2 separate regions of the Zea mays genome follow, and region 1 is linked to region 2. Evidence: chromatin contacts called from public Hi-C data. All regions are on one chromosome and are shown on one strand. Each heading gives the region's core, a stretch centred on a gene start, on an enhancer-like site or on the middle of the called end of the contact. The rest is flanking DNA. Distances are from core to core; before and after follow the strand shown. Region 1 holds the start of LOC100382937. Region 2 has its middle 3.4 kb from the start of LOC111590883.

Region 1 (4,491 bases), core at 42-2,541, 510 kb before region 2:
CTCATTTTAGATCTAATGTCTCTGGTTGTTTGGTATATTTTGCTAAAAACACCCTCCAAAGTGGTGGTGTGTAGTGGTGGAAGGTGTTATTTGTAAATTGAATGATCAACCAGAGACGTTAGATCTAAAATGAGTGGTGATGATTTAATATGTGCACCATGTGCACCCATCTTCTATGTGCACTAGATATGTCCTCTCTCACAGCAGGCTCATGGAAATAAACAAAATTCGCCCTCTGGGTTCTTTTGGCACACCAATTCTGCTGGGATCCTCAGCTCATGGTAATGCAGTTAATTAAGGTTTACTCATGTCCCCTTTTTAAAGTAGAACTGAAGAAATGATGTACATACAGTAGCTAGGAAATCCTAATTTTGGCGCACAATTCCCTCAGTGACAAGAGGCGGGCGGAAGAGGGGAGATATAGATATACCGGGAGGCTACGAAACTCCTTGGTAAGCGTGGCGGGCTTCCCGACCTTCTTGTCGAGCGCCTTCAGCGCCTGCTTGCAGAGCCTCACCTCGTCGGCCGTGAGCAGCTTGGGGGGCGGGTCAGCGTCCGGGTCGAGCGGGTCAAACTCCGCCGCCGGCAGAGAAAGAGGAGGCGGAGTCGACGAGCGGCGGCGAGGGGCGGGGCCCCTGCCACCCCTCAGCGGCGTGTTCCCCGTGGCTTCGGTCTCGCGGCGGCGGCGCTTGGAGGCGTGGATGGTCGGGGGTGAGGGGGAGCTGGCGGGAGAGGCCGCGGGGGGAGTCGTCGGGGTCGCCGTGGCGGACGGTTTAAATAAAGCGGACGGCAGCAGGCCGCGGAAGTGGATGGGTTGGAATTCTCTGTGGTGATATGGGGTGGAAGATTTGACTTCGGAGGCAAGAAGACGACGGGTGGGTGACGCTGACGGCGACGAGAGCCGCGGGTGACGCTCGCTCGCTCTAGATCCGACGCGGAGCAGGTGGCCAGGCGCCGGCGGCGCGCGGGAAGGGACAGCACCAGCAGCGGGCTCGTCCTCGTTTTGAAATGGTGGCTTCTGCTCGCGGTTGCACGGGAGGGGAACCGGGGTGAATGGAATGGCGGACTCGACGGCGACTCGGCGAGGCGAGAGCCGAGAGGATACACGCAACGGAAAAGTAAAGCCGCTCACTGGATTCGAAACCGCCAGCAGTGGTGGGCCCAGGCCTACCATCAATGTCATGGTCTATGCACCTAGGCTATTTTCAATTGACGTTCTTTTTTATTTGTTGTGCTTTATTTTTATTTATTTATCGTGTTTTATTTTTTTATTTGTGGCGTTTTATTTTTAAAATAAACTTGCTGATGTAGCAAGGTATTTAATAAGATATTCGAGAACGAAAGTAGTATTCATTAATAATATAATATATAGAAATCTTTGTTGGTGTGACAAGGTATTTAATAGGAGTGAGAATTAATTGTATCTTAAGTAAGATACTTTTTTGACACAATATCTTAGGTTATGGTAAAAAAATGTTTGAGTCCATTCTTATCGACACAACATCACAACAATTAAATAGTTAAAACATATGCGTATGATACTGTTGGGGCCTTCTATGCCGAAGATCACTTGCCTAACCATTTTACTTCGACACAAGCTAGTGTGTTTTAGGAATATCTCTACTAATGGACGAAGCCAACCTTCGGCCAGGAAGACGTGCAGAGTAGCTTCGCACATGACGATCACTTGAAACTCGAAGATTAACGAGTGCACTTCAGAAATGTTCTTATAGGAGTACGAAGCCAAGCTTCGACAGAGAGCGACATACAAAAACACTTCATCTATATGCAAGCGGTAAAGACAGTGGCCGAAGACAGCAGCTTCAGCCAAATACTGAAAGAAAGAAGCAACTGAATGACGAAGGCTGGGACTCGTGGAGTCAAGGACGAAGAAAAGTACGTTGTTGCCCCTAAGTTGTTTGTAAATGACTTATGTAAAATTGGATGGATATTATTGTAAATCCATACTAGGTCAGTTCATCTCCCCTATAAATAAATGAACAGTACCTCGCATAAAGTACCTTTAGCTAGGTGCTACAGCTTCGCATAACTCAGCCTCTGAAACACCTTCGCGCTATCTTGCATCAAGAAGCCGAAGGTATGATTGTAAGCTTGTTTTGTATGAGAAGAGAAATAAGATGCTAAGGCATATGAGACGAGTTCTCATATCTCACTTTGTCATACTCTTCGCATTCTATTTGATTACATTCAACCTTCGTCCTCGAAGAGTTATCCTGGAGAGACAACATTTCAAGGACGAAGGCTTCTACCTTTTAACATTGTGTTGCCTTGTTTTTTATTCCATATAGCAATCGAAAACAAATGACCAACATTGGCGTCCACCTTCATATATCTCACAACCATGACAACCTTCATCACGATGAAGAGCATGACAAACCATCAAGCTTTGTCAACTTCCATGGAGAAGCTTACTCTCCCCATTATCGGGGGCTCAAGCTTCGAACCCAGTAATAAAAAGCAGAAGAAAGAAGCCAAAGAAGGGTACAACATGTTGGTGTCCAAGGACCCTTAATCAGGGCCAGATGGTCCCACATCTCCATTACTTTTTCTCAGGATGATCTTCGTCTCAAATATTACCCACACAGACATGCCATGGTTATCTCTTATGTAATCAAAGGTTTCGTAGTGCACAATGTTTTGGTTGACACAGGTAGCGCTGCAAATATCATATTTGTCAAGGCTTTCAGGCAAATGCAGGAGTCCGAAGATAAACTACAAGACTCAACCTTTCCTCTATGTGGCTTCGAAGGGCAGCAAGTAATGGCTTTGGGAAAGTTAATCATGCTCGTCATCTTCGGCTATGTCAACAACACAAGGACAGAAGATATCATGTTTTATGTCATTGATATGGAATTCCCATATAATGCAGACCTTGGGAGAGGTACACTTAATGCCTTCGAAGCAGTTTTGCATTCAGCCTATCTTTGCATGAAGATACCTAGCAACCAAGGAATCATATCGGTGGATGGTAGTCAAGAAGCTGCAAGGAAGGCAAAGGGAATATTGAAGATACAAAAATAGTGTACAACATTGATGAGACCGAAGCCTGGACCCAAGTGGCAGAGAAGCAAATCAAAGACAAGGCATCTTTGACTGATCAACCAAAGCATGTATTACTTTGTGATGATATTGTCGATCAGAGAGTCTACTTTGACAACCAGCTATATTTGGAGCAAGAGTCAGCCCTCAAAAGATTCTTGTTTCATAACAAGGATGTCTTTGCCTAGTCAGATATATGTGGAGTTGATAAGAGCATAATAGAACATGCCCTAAAGGTTGACCCAAGCACCAGACCACGTAAGGAGAAGCTTCGTAAGATGTCTAAAGACAAGGTCAAAAGTGCAAAAGCCTAAGTTAAAAGATTGATCAATGCTGGAGTCATAAGAGAAGTTGCATATCTTGAATGGTTGGCCAACACAATAATGGTCAAGAAATCCAATGGCAAGTGGAGGATGTGTATTGAACTCACAGATCTTAACAAAGCGTGCCCGAAGGATGAATCCCCACTACCAAGAATCGATTCTCTGGTAGACGCAGCTGCAACTTCGGAGCTCATGAGTCTGTTGGATTGCTACTCAGGGTACCATCAAATCTGGATGGAAAAAGAAGATGAGCTAAAGACCAGCTTAATAACTCCTAGTGGCAATTACTTCTATCGTCGGATGCCTGAGGGGCTCAAAAATGCTGGTACAAGCTTCAATAGAATGACAACCAAAGTATAGAGTTCACAACTGGGCAGGAATGTCTTAACTTATGTTGATGATATCATCGTGAGAAGTACGAAACAGCAAGAACATATTTCTGATCTCCAAGAAACCTTCGCTAATTTTCGAAGGACAGGTTTAAAGTTGAATCCTAAGAAATGCGTCTTCGGAGTTAAGAAGGACAAATTTTTGGGATGTCTTGTCTCAACAAAGGGAATCAAAGAAAACCCTCACAAAATCGAAGCAATACTTCAGATGGAGCCGTCGAAGTCAAGAAAAGGAGCTCAGAGGCTGGCAGGAAGACTTGTTTCTTTGAACAGGTTCATTTCGAGATCTGCTGAACGAAGTCTATCATTCTTCGAAGTCCTTAAGTCAGCAGAGGTCTTTCAATGGGGCCCGTTCAGCAGCAAGCCTTTGAAGAGTTAAAGGATTACCTAATAAAGCTAACAACACTCTCCCACCTTCGCCATGGGCTCCACTATTGCTTTATGTTTCAGCTTCGCAGTCAACTATGAATGCTACTTTGGTCCAAGAGATGATAGACGAAGGTGTGAAAAAGCAAATGCATGTCTACTTCGTGTCTAAAGTATTGGGACCATCCAAAAAAATTACACAGAAACGAAAAAAGATCTTATATGCAGTCCTGATGGCTTCAAGAAAGCTTTGGCACTACTTTCAATCCCACAACATTATTGTACCATCGTCCCAACCATTGAAAGATATCATAAGAAACAGAGAGGCTTCGGTCCAAATTGGAAAGTGGGCA
Region 2 (4,563 bases), core at 1,842-4,341:
GCTTATAAATCAGAATTTATAAGGGTTCAAAGTTGGCTAGTTTATATTAATTTCAGAAGTTCCAATTTGAACCCAAAACTGAATTTCTGCAAATTACTCCAAATTCTTCCACACGACTTGGGAATCTCTAAATATAAAAGTTGTTCACCTTTTCCAAACTCTACAACTTTGGCACTTTGACTTTTTCCCAATTGTCTCTAGATTTTGAATTCCACTTTTGGGGCAAATTTAGGGTTTCAAATATGGTTCCTTCTCATGTAGTGATTTACCAACTCAATTCATCCTCCTAAAAGATGAGTGACTCCTTAATCTCAAATCCAACTCTAGTATATGAAGCTCATGTCCAAAGTGTCCGTGGTTTAGGAGTTGTTTTGTTTATTCACAATTCCAAGCAAGGTTTCCAAATCTCACTTAATGTTTTTTAAGGTCAATCCAGTTCATCAATTAATTCTTCCACTTAACCTACCTCCGAAATCATAGTTTCTCTTGGTTCTAAGTCTTGCCTTTAGCACTCTAAGACTTCAAACCAACTTATCACTTGCTTGAGAGATGATCTACTCCTGTTTAACTTGAGCGAAGTCCTTGAACTAAACTCTAAACCCAACGCACAACATCACACTTTTGAAAAAGTTTAACCTAGTGAATGCATTCTAGGTATATCAAACAAGATAATGCTAATGCTTATGATGTCATGTCAGCATTTTAGTTATCATAACACCAGGGGTGTTACACCATAAGCCGACCAACATGGTTGCACAACACATAATCTCATGCCTCGTTCAGTCCATGACTCGACCCGAGATGCTACCCATTGACAATCACTCGTCATTAAGTCAATCTTGTGTTCGCATGAAGTTCTACATTCATTTCGGACAACATAAATGCTATCTGATGCTATAGTAGCAACTTCGAGACCTATCTCTTTTCAGGGCAAAGGTAGATTCAATGAAGATCTGTGTGAATTTTCTGTTGCATGCTTGTTAATATTGTTGCTGAACTCCTATTCATTGTGAAATCCCTTTGCAAAAACCTAATAATGTTGCTGCTGTGAAGGATCAGAGGGTCTAGGACATGAAGCTAACAATACCAGTCATATTCTTCCCTTGTATATTTGTTTAGTTTATTTTTTGAACGTAATGGCAGGAGTTCTGCCTTTCAATTAAGAAGAATGGAATTGGTCCTGTTTTAAGGAAAACCGGCCCGAAACCTACACAGAGTGCACAAACCACCCAGTCACGGCAGTCCCCTACATAAAAGCCCATCTAGAGTCATCGTTGCCGAGCAGCTCCGACTCCAAAAGACGGGCCACACATGACCAAAGGAACTCGACGACGCCTACACCGAAAATTTGATATAGGAGGAAGACCGCAGTGTGCCGTCGTTGCCAAGCCTTAACACCTCATGCGAGGCAACTCCAAATCTTCACCAATGAGCTTGATCCTTCGCCCCGCCCTTGGTGTTTGCCTAACATCGGAAACAATCTAGCTCACGAAGAAGGGGGTTTCGCCTCAAGTCATAGTTACCGTGCCACATCGCCTAACATAGGGCCTGTTTGGTTCAGCTTTTTTCTGACCAGCTTTTCTGAAAATCTGGCTGCGGGGAGAATCTGGTTGTGGGGAGAATCTGAGTATTATTACGATTACGTGTGAAGAAAGATAAAGTTGTTCATAAGGTTCAGAATCTAGAAAGTGACGGATTCCTACTATTACAACGACTCAACCGATTATGTGTTTATGTTAATTTTGGATGGTTTTTGCCCAACAAATTTTATAGAAGCTGGCTGAAAAGCTGAGCGTTTGGCAGTCCGCAGCAGCTTTTGGTGGCCAGAAGCTGCCAGAAGCCGAAACAAACAGGCCCATAACGCTCTCGTACGTTAGCACTATAAGCTTCTAATAGTAATATTGTTTTCCTTGGATTTTTGTAAAATCAACACTCGGCTCATGGCAACTCAATGGATATGATTTGCTGTAAACGGAAATGAAGAAACGCCTCAGGAATGTGACGGGGTTCAGAAGCCCCACCAAGAGTATCGTGGAATGAAAATGTTTCTATGGCCGGTTTTCCAGCTAAGTATCCTACTCACACTTTCTTAGGTGGTGATTATGTAACTACGGATATATAGAAGCGGCAGCGCTTAGATTACTTTTGTACCTGTGTCCTGCCTCAATACTCTGCATTCAGTAAGACAGAGAGAAATGCAGTTTGGAATAACGAAGGCCAAAACAAAGCCAAACCTTACAGACCTGCAGCAGGCGTCGGTAGGACACAACAGTTGAATTTGTTCACCCTGTTGCCAATACAGACAAACATATATGGATAATGTATGAACTGTAGCCATGCATTCCCCAGGGCTGGTCCATTCATTTGATCACACAAATACACAGTTTTATAGCGGAAACTATATTGTTCATAGAGTGAAGCTTGAATATAAATACAGAGATGTGGATGCGTAACGAGATAGTCTGACAATGTTGATGACAACCATGTGCTTGCAACACTGACATGCCCAAGGGAGAGATAATGGACACGCCCAGCAATGTTAAACTCCTAGAGTCCATGTATTCATATCGGTAGATTGTTGGAGTTCCTCTTATGCTTGGGCAAAGCACCGTATAATTAGACTCCAAATTGTAAGATGTGTAGCCATTGTCTCGAATAGGATCGGAAACACATCTAAAAATAATATAGTTTTAAACATCCTCTTGGAGCTGCTCTAACAGTATATATGGAATAATGGAAGAAGAGGGATTGTTCCAGACTGTCCAGTGGTTGAAGTCAGCCACACACACGTACATCTAGACTCGAGCCAAGACAGAAGAGCCAATGCATCCTTCATATGCGAAAATGGCTACTACTACTAGACTAGACACACTCTCTCCTGGGAGCCAAGACAGTCTCTCCAGCTTGTATGCATGCATACAAGCATTTCGATGTTCTGATGTGTGTGCGAGCGAGGGTGACGTCGACGCCACTTTGTCACTGGTTTTGCATGGTCGTACGGGTCATCATTGGCGCAGCATGATGGCAACGTACGTGTGGATCTTGCTTTGTAGATAGGACACGGGAGGGAGAAGCGGTTGCGTGCGTGGTGCCCGGCTGCTTTCTGCAGTGTTTGTGCGGTCTTGTCAGTTCCTGTCCGTCTCAGTTAACGTACTCTCACTCTGGTGCGGCAACGTGAAGACGACAGAGATTCCGACGACAACGCATTAACTCTAAGCGCGTTCTCTAATGGCGTATTATCGAGAGAAAGGCCTCGATCGCTAATTAATCAAGAGATTGAGCGATAGATACAGCAGGGCAGATTTCTCCGTGGTACTTTCTTCACACGGTAGGGAGCGATACACTAGATAATCAGCCGATAGATACCCGACGACGACGACGTCAGAGTGTATGCATGCTATGGTTTCGGTGGTAGTATTTCAGTCACTCAGCATGCATGTGTGAAGTGTGAACAGAGAGATCCTGATGATAAAATTACACATGGAAAGAATATATATATCCATTCCATCCGTATACCAAGAACACGTAAATAAAGCATAACGCGGCGAATTGGCGATGGCTGCAAGGGACAGGCACTGCCGGCCGGCCTTATTTTTAGTCCGACCGGCCGGTTGGCTCTTTTCCTGTTGAACAGATCAATGGCCACGTGTGCGTTTGTGTGATGCGTGCTTGGTGTCAGCCAGAGAGCTTCTACCCGTTCTGTCATTTCATGCTCGTGGTAAACTGGTTTTGGATTTATTTGCCTCAATCCTTACCCCTTAAGGTACTCGATCTCTCGTCAGCTTCAGCTTTATTTGGTTCCTTTTGCTTGCTTTTTCTTTCTTCTTCTTAGACTGATTCCAACATAGCAGCTAAATAGACCCACAAAGCTAAAATAGCTGTCCACGAGCTACTGTAGCAGTACAAAACACCTTCCAACAGGGCAGCCAAACAAGCTAGACAAAAAGGATGGAAAGAGAGAGGAAAATCATAATAGCTTGTACTGTGGCTGGCAGCCATTTCCTTTTTCTGTGTCTGAGAACATGACCCCACCATCTGCTCCATTTGTTGGACTATACTACCGCTGCTTTTTTGCCTGTGTTGTTGAAAGCGTATACCATATGGCTGGGACAGGCAAACCAGAGACGCTAGCCAAAGGCTTGAATGGCTGCTCGATTTGCATGGCCTCTGTTGGAGTCAGTCTTAGGTCCTAGTTGGTTCACGTATTTGTAACGTCACGAATAATTGATAACATTAAACCATGTTTGTTTAAATCCATTCATAATCAGATACCACGCTTGAAACTGATACTGGCCTAGTCAAACTTATTATTATTGGTATTCAAGTGTGAACCATTACTGTTGCCATTTACGTTAACAACACTTTAGTTCTTAGCACACAAGTTAAATGTATTATATCTATTTAATTTTTGAGAGTTGAGACTATATAGCAGGAAATAAACACAACAACACTGTGCACGATTTTCAGCAGCCAAAATTATTTTCGGCGGCCAGGTAAGTTAATATTTTTAGCGGCATAGCTTGACCGCCGAAAATAAGCTTATTTTCGGTGGCCTCTGACACA

Evidence for each region. Hi-C and Micro-C count contacts between places; a contact is called where the count stands out from the background.
Region 1: a contact with region 2 is called in a Hi-C map of tassel, with 7 times the contacts expected there. The contact joins the promoter of LOC100382937 here to the enhancer-like site in region 2. A contact is called at or near these places in 3 of 25 Hi-C or Micro-C datasets (leaf, leaf mesophyll and tassel).

Annotation. Positions count from the first base shown.
Region 1 is chr2:136,130,304-136,134,794 of Zm-B73-REFERENCE-NAM-5.0, reverse strand. LOC100382937 reads right to left here and starts at 1,291. Exons shown (of 9, transcript NM_001175623.2): 1 at 431-1,291. The coding sequence starts at 1,183.
Region 2 is chr2:135,624,374-135,628,936 of Zm-B73-REFERENCE-NAM-5.0, reverse strand. No RefSeq gene overlaps it. Among protein-coding and RNA genes, the nearest start is that of LOC111590883, 3.4 kb to the left of the region's middle. Within about 2 kb of position 3,091, at least 14 of the 20 cell types and tissues checked have an H3K27ac peak or open chromatin away from gene starts, as enhancers often do. A contact at or near this core is called in leaf, leaf mesophyll and tassel, where this site is marked.